2 separate regions of the Anser cygnoides genome follow, and region 2 is linked to region 1. A link is a contact called in public Hi-C data. All regions are on one chromosome and are shown on one strand. Each heading gives the region's core, a stretch centred on a gene start, on an enhancer-like site or on the middle of the called end of the contact. The rest is flanking DNA. Distances are from core to core; before and after follow the strand shown.

What was found. A called contact is a pair of places that touch in the nucleus more often than the background predicts.
Region 2: a Hi-C map of liver shows a contact between it and region 1, with 2.4 times the contacts expected there. The contact joins the promoter of KATNB1 here to the promoter of RHPN2 in region 1. A contact is called at or near these places in 2 of 7 Hi-C or Micro-C datasets (both in liver).

What each region holds. Positions count from the first base shown.
Region 1 is chr12:11,203,132-11,206,592 of Taihu_goose_T2T_genome, reverse strand. RHPN2 (rhophilin Rho GTPase binding protein 2) reads right to left here and starts at 1,849. Exons shown (of 15, transcript XM_048068841.2): 1 at 1,623-1,849. The coding sequence starts at 1,691.
Region 2 is chr12:11,453,155-11,456,615 of Taihu_goose_T2T_genome, reverse strand. It overlaps KATNB1 (katanin regulatory subunit B1), which reads right to left and starts at 1,838. Exons shown (of 19, transcript XM_067004638.1): 1 at 1,682-1,838. The coding sequence starts at 1,721.

The DNA of each region.
Region 1 (3,461 bases), core at 600-3,099:
AACTACTTAATCGGAATGAAAGCTCTGATCTTTGAGACCATTCAACTAATGTATAACAAGGAATACTGGTTTTCTGTTTACATTTAACTTTTAGGGATAGAAGACTTTGAGCATCTAGCTTGATCTGAAGTTTGCAACTGTATTAAAGGTACGTAGGAGCTAGATGAGCCTTTCAAAGATCTCCTGAGTGAACAGTGAAGTGTGCTACTGCAACTCTGTCTCAGCCAGATTTGTTTAACATCAGTTTCATATCCATTTTATAGTGGTTTAAGACAAGTGATCTAGAAGTGGAAAAGATGTTCATAAACAGATATAAAATTGATCTTGGATACAGTATTTTTATATTAGAAAAACCTCATACCTTTTCAGCATATGGAGTTTACACAGCCCTAATGCTGTTTCAGTGAACTTATCCCTAGTGTACAATAACGTCATCAAGAAGGACCCAGCCCTCCAGCCAGTCTCAGTGCAGCAGGTATATTCCTCTCATGACTTACAAAGCACAGCGTGACTGTTAAACTGCAGCCTGTCCCCACCAGTAAGAACAAGTGGGAAAGACAATTTGTATCTAACTTAACAAAAACTTGACTAACTTCAACAAAAACTTGTCAAGTTCTATTAACATGCCTACTACCAAGGCAGCCCGCAAGCATCCAGTACTCTAGAAAGTACAGCTGTGAAAACTCTAAATAATTACAACTTTGCCACACTTCATGATTTCCTGCTGTGGACTACTAAGTGATTACTCACCATATATTATAGTAGGATTACTCAAGTGAAGAAACCAGACAAGATTTGGTCAAAGTTTCGCTTCAGTCTGCCTAGCTGTTTATGTGGCAGCACTGATTCCTCACAGCATGGCAGGCACAAGTAAAACTTCGCCCTCTTCATCTGCAAGCAGTCCCTCTGCTAAAGGGCAATACTGTTTGCTTAAGCTTTGCAGGCTTATGAATACAGGGACTACTGGGAGCAAAAGCCAAACGTTTTGTGAAGGAGGCAGCAGAACAAAGCAAATGTGCCTCCCTGGGGTGTAATCCAGACGGCAGCTGCAGCGTAGCGCAGGGTTGGATGTCTGTGTGTAGAGGAGCGCGGCATTTACGTTTTGTTTTCCCCACAGAATAAGCAGTTTATGGTCTCCAATACACAAGTGCCACCAAAAACGACCCCACACCCCCCATGCCCCAAGGCCTCACGTCCTGGGGCTGCTGCTGGGCCGAAAGAACCGGGGCACGAGCCACCCAGTCAGTCTGGAGAGTAATTAGGGCAGATGTTTATTAAAAACTTCCTAACGAGCCTGTTAACTTCACTGCTTCACTCCAGTGAGCTTTCCTACAGGTACACAAGAGAGCTAGCCCGAGAGCTAGCGAGGAGACGTAGTGAGAAACGAACAGAAAAACATGTAGGAAAGGGGAGAGAGAAAAAAAAAAAAAAAAGAAAGTCAGGTGGAATTTGGCTCGTTTTGTGAAGGCGCGAGAGCACCTCAGAGCTTGTAGCGGGCAGCAGGGACCCCGTGGGCGTCCTCCGGGACCCCGGCCCGCCTGAGCCCTGAGGGTGCTGAGGGTGTTAAAGGTTGCGCAGGGGGGCGGCCGCCCCGGCCCCCTGGGGCACAGCCTGCCTCTCACCTTCCGAAAGTAGCTGTCCTCCGCTGGCTCCGCCGCCTGGCAGCCGCGGGGCGGCAGGGCGTCCGTCATCTCCAGGCGAGTCCCTCTCCTGCTGCTGCTGCTGCTCCTGCTGCTGCTGAGGCAATCGCTGCTGTGGGGGATCTGCGACCCTGCGGGAAATGTCGGCGCTGCCCCACGGCGCCGCCCGGCTCCACCTCCGGCAGCGGGGAGGAGCTGCCCCGCCTCACGGCGGTGCCCCTCACCGCTCCCTGAGCGGGTGGCCCCGGCACGGCGACCCCCGGTATGGCACGGCCGTTCTCTTCGCGTTCCGCCCTCACAGCCTGCGGGGACCTGGCAGTCCCTGTCCCGGCAGGATGAGGCGCCCCTCGTCCGGGGCCGGACGGTGACTGAGGGGGAACGGGTGCTCCGCGCCCCGCTGCGCCGCCTCCGCCGCGCTCCTCCCCGGCCCCTCCGGCTGTTCTCCGCGCTCCTCCGGAGCGTGCCGGAGCCTGGCCGGGCGCCTCGAAGGCACCGCTCGCCTCACGCCGCTTCCCCCCGGCCTCCCCGCACCGCCGGGCCAGGCGGCAGCCCCTGGGGGTTCCGCCATGTGCCGTGTCCCCACACACACGGAGCTTTCCCGGGCGCGGGGGTCGCCTCAGCGAGCTGGCCCCTCAGCGCGGGTCATCCCCACAGCAGCGGAGCTGGCCCCGGGGAGGCCGGAGCTCTCCTTAGTCGGGAGGGACCCCAGACCCCAGGGGGAGGTGGCATGGCCCTGGGCCCCGGCCCCGGTAAGGGCAGCAGTGACTTGGGGAGAGGCAGGGCTGGCCTCGAAGCTGGGAAACCGCTGTGGAGTCAACCTCAGAACTGCAAAAATGTGCGGTGTTCGCAGGGAAAACGGCGTGTCTCCAAAATCTTCCATTGAGCAACTGGTTCTGCAAATGTTTGTACTGGGCGCTCAAGTAAGGAAATGGCCAATATTGGTTACAGATACTACCCAGGCCTAACCTGCGGAGTTATGTGGGCTTTTAGCACTTAAAGGCAAAATACTTAAAGCTTATTACTGAACATATCTTATCCCCCTTCCTTCTCAGTTTTTCATCTTTCTTAGCAGCGCAGTGTAGTGGTAATCTTCAGGAGTCAGGAAAAAATCTGCAAAGATAACTTTATCAAAGAAAAATGTCTTTGGAATTACATCCTTAACTGAAACTTTCTTTGAAAACCAGGGTGTCTCCAGAGAGTTATGCAGAGCAGTCTGGTTAAGCAGTGTCTACGGCACGGTTTTAAGGAAGAACGCTGGAGTCAGCAACTCAGAAACTGGGACCCAAGGATCTGATGTTGTCTCTCTTGAAGTCAGTTAAATTTTGTTCTTTCAGATTTTGTTCACTCTCACCCCAGTACCTTTTCCTTTTTTTCAGTAATGGTAAAGATACTGCATGAACACATCAAAGAATATAAGGAGAAATGATATAAGGAGAAATAATATAAATAAGAAATAATAATTATAAACAAGTAGAAATAGGTAAAAATGGAGAAGCAGTTTAACTTCCTTCAGTTTCTCTTTAGAGGTTATAAAGTTTTTTAAATTATTTTATCTACTATTAGAAAATATGCTGACCTTCAAAAAGTATTTGAAAAATTAAACTTTGCAAAATCAGTGTAAATCTCTCATATAATACATAGTTTAAGTTAGTATCAATAAGAGATAAATTAGTAATTTGTCAGCATAGGCTATGCCGGTACAATCTGGCAGTCAAAGCAGTATTAATGTGACTATCTCAGAAGTTTGCACTGCTTTCACTGCATTTATTGAAACTGGACCTCATTGAAAGGGTACAGCTATTACTCCAAAAAAAAAAGTCA
Region 2 (3,461 bases), core at 589-3,088, 250 kb before region 1:
GCTTTGCTACATTCCCACTACAGAACAAGGGTGAAATTTAGCAATGCAGACAGTGTGAAACTGTGACAAAGGAAGGATGAATATTTATGTGAAAGGGCACAAAAGAGCAAATGTGACCGATGCTAAAAGACTATTAAAAAACTGGGGGGCCGATAGGAAAGTATGATGCTGTGAGGGCTTCACAATGACAGAATTCTAGGAAAACCTTTTCATATGGAAACAAGTTTGGGGACAAAAGAGAAGCCAAAAGAGCATTTTTGCGTAGATAACTATTTTTATAATGGACTTTAAAATCCACCAAAGCTTTTGGCAGGAGCTTCTGGCAGATGCATTTACTATTTTTTCCTCTTACTGTTCTCTTCTTTGAAAGTTCACTGGATTTGCATGCCTAATAGTTACGAAACTTATTTGTAAAAGGGTTAGGTTGTAATCAATTCTACTTTTGTTCAGGTTGTTTTGGTGGGAGGGGCAACTTGAAAATTTAAAATGCAACCCTAACCCGAAAGGACATTAGACAGCTGCAACAATAATTACAGGTACTTTGATCTCAGTCTCCCAGAGCATTTTTTTGAAAGCAAAACTGTGCAACTTTCACTTTAGCTGGAGGAATACCTTTCAAATTACAAAGGTAAATGGACTGTAAATTAAACGAGAACAAATCTGAAAATATGCTTGTGCTGTGTTGAAAGACCAATCTTCCCTATGACAATGCTAAAGTATGTATGTACACACAGAACTGATGACAACAAATAATACAACCGGTATTAACAGCCCAACTCACTAGTTAAAATTGAAAGTATACATGCTAAACATTGCCGCTAATACGAGTACATCAGCAACTCCATTTTTTCTCCCCCTCTTAATTTTGTTCATAATAATATAGTGGTAGTTTAAATGTCATTGCCGAAGCACAGAACTCTACTCATAAAGCCAGGTTAGAGGCTCGCTCCAGCCTTGGCCAGACAGCAACACCCTTGCCCCCAGTGAAGTGCCAGTTCCCGAAACCCACAGCGTGTTTTCACAGCGTGCTCACCCCCGGCTGATGTCACCCACCAGCTCAACGATCAGCTCCTAATGAGCATCACCGAAACGCTTCTAACGCCCAGAACCCTTCTCTCTAAGGACAATGCTCAGACAGGACAGAGCCGAGCAAAACGAAGTATCAAGAACTTCTGCCCACTTAAAGATGATGGATATTTGAGACCAACCGACCTCTTAGTAGTTTTTCCTACAACTCTAGAGCCTCAGGAAGAGGAAGGTAACACAGAAAACACAAGAAACTGCGAAGTTAATTATCTCAGCTCCATCCGTTGCCAGCTGACAACACCATTCCCTGCTAGCCGAACCCCAGGCCCCAAACCCCCGGCCCGGAGCGAAGGTGTCTGCAGGACCGCCTGCTCCCGCAGCTTCTGACCAGCCCCTGGCAGCCCCCGTGACACCACCGAGCACCGGGGCGGCGAGGCGCTGAGCGTCACCGCCCCTCCCGAGGGAAGGCACCGGGCGCAGAGCGGCGGGTGCTCGCCGCCCCTCGCTGACAGCGCAGCCTCAGGGGACGGAGCCGCACAGCACCCGCGGCTGCGGCCCGGGCTCCGGGGGCGGCCGCCGCGCCCTCGGCAGGGGAGCCCGGGGCCGCCGCGACCGCGGCAGGGCGCGGGTCCGGGTGGGAGCGGCGGGCACTCACGCAGCTTCCAGGCCGCCTTCGTGCTGACGGGCGCCGCCATCTCCCGCCGCTGCCAGGCTCCGCGCCCGGGCCCGGCACCCGCGGCGCCCCCCTCCCCCCCCCCCCTCTTCCCGGCCCCGCCGCGCCGCCGAGCCGTGCGGTTGCCCGGGCTCCGTGAGCCTCCCGGCCAATGGGAGCCGCGGGAGGGGCGGTTGCCCCAGCGACCGCGGGGCGGCTGGGCCACTCGCAGCGCGGCTTCTTGGAGCCTGTGCGAGCGCGGCCAATGAGGAGGGAGGCGCGCGGGGGCTGAGGCCGGCGTTTCATGGCGGGGGAGGCGGGGCTGGGCCCTGTCAGAGCCGTGCTTCTCTCCTTCCCTTCGTCCCGGGCGCCGCCGGCAGCTGCTAGGTCAAAAGAGAAGGCAGAGCTGTAGCTTCGCGCTCGCACTCGACAAAATGTGTTAGCTGATCCTTAAGGGGCAGCTGCTGTGTCCCTGGTGCTTGTAAATTTTTTTTTAAAATAAATATATTCTGGTGGCTCTTCTGGTATGGAATTAATATGGATCAATAAATAATCCTACGCTTGCTTGCTTCTTCTTTGTTTATATATTTTTTAAATTCCTGTCTAGAAACCTTAGGGCTTTCTTTCCCCTCAGTTCCCTGGGGTCCTAAACCCTTCACGAGTTCAGTCCTAGTGATTTGGAAATTGGGCTAGATCCTTAAATTCCTTCAGTTCTTTTTCAGCAGTGTGCTCTTACCTGAACGCCTCTCATTTAAGTACCTCAGAAGAGTGAGTTATTTTAAAAGTTTTTTGCTTTCGTGGCCTGTTTCTACGCTGAGTAGAGGGGGATAATCATGGAATTGTAGAATATCCTGAGTTGGAAGGGACCCACAAGGATCAGAGAGTCCAAATCCTGGCTCCGCACAGGGCAACCTAAGAATTAAACCATGTGTCTAAGAGCATTCTGTGATTCTGTGAAATCCTAGGTCACCATGTCAGCAGCACATTGCACAGAGCTGTGAGGAGCAGCATGTTGGTGGCTGCTCCAATGGCCAGACCCTCGGGGAACGCGATGCGCTTGGAGCATTAAAGACCTTGGAGCTCCAAAACCCAGGAGCTCCCTAGGAGCTGGGAGGCCCTGTCACACCCCGGGATTTACCCTGGCCAGTGTCAGACACTGCAACTGCCACCCACAGGAGGCACAAATGCTCAGTTTTCGATAGGTGCACACAAAAGGGAGTGAATCATACCCTCAATCAACACATAATCCGCTTAAAGTATCTATCACACTTAAAATGGGCAGCTACCATAAAATAATGAGTCTAATCTGCTCTGGGTCATGGTGTATTTCAGCTGTAATGACCATTATTCTGCTATACCCCAGGAAAATATGTTTTACCACAGGAAAATATGTTTTTGCCTTTCCCCCAGCTTTAATCTGTGTAGCCTTTGCTGAAAATGATCATTACAGGTTGTTCCTTGAAGAAAGTAGTTGTCAGGAGCTGTAGGCAGCACCACCATATGTGTCTACTATGCCTAATCTACTCTAGAGAAAATCAGAAATTGTTTCCTAGCAGGCTCAGGGACTTCAGTAAATACTAATGTGTGTCATGTACATGCTGTCTTCTATTTATAGCTATCAGGGGATGATGATTAACCAAAATGCTTGATTACCTAAAATTCCTTGGATTTGGAATGCTTGTTTAATTGCTCTTGACATCTTTTACCCTGTCTGCCAATATTTGCGATCAGTGATTGGAGACATTTCAAAGAGGAAAAATAAAAATACTAAAGTCCAAAGTTG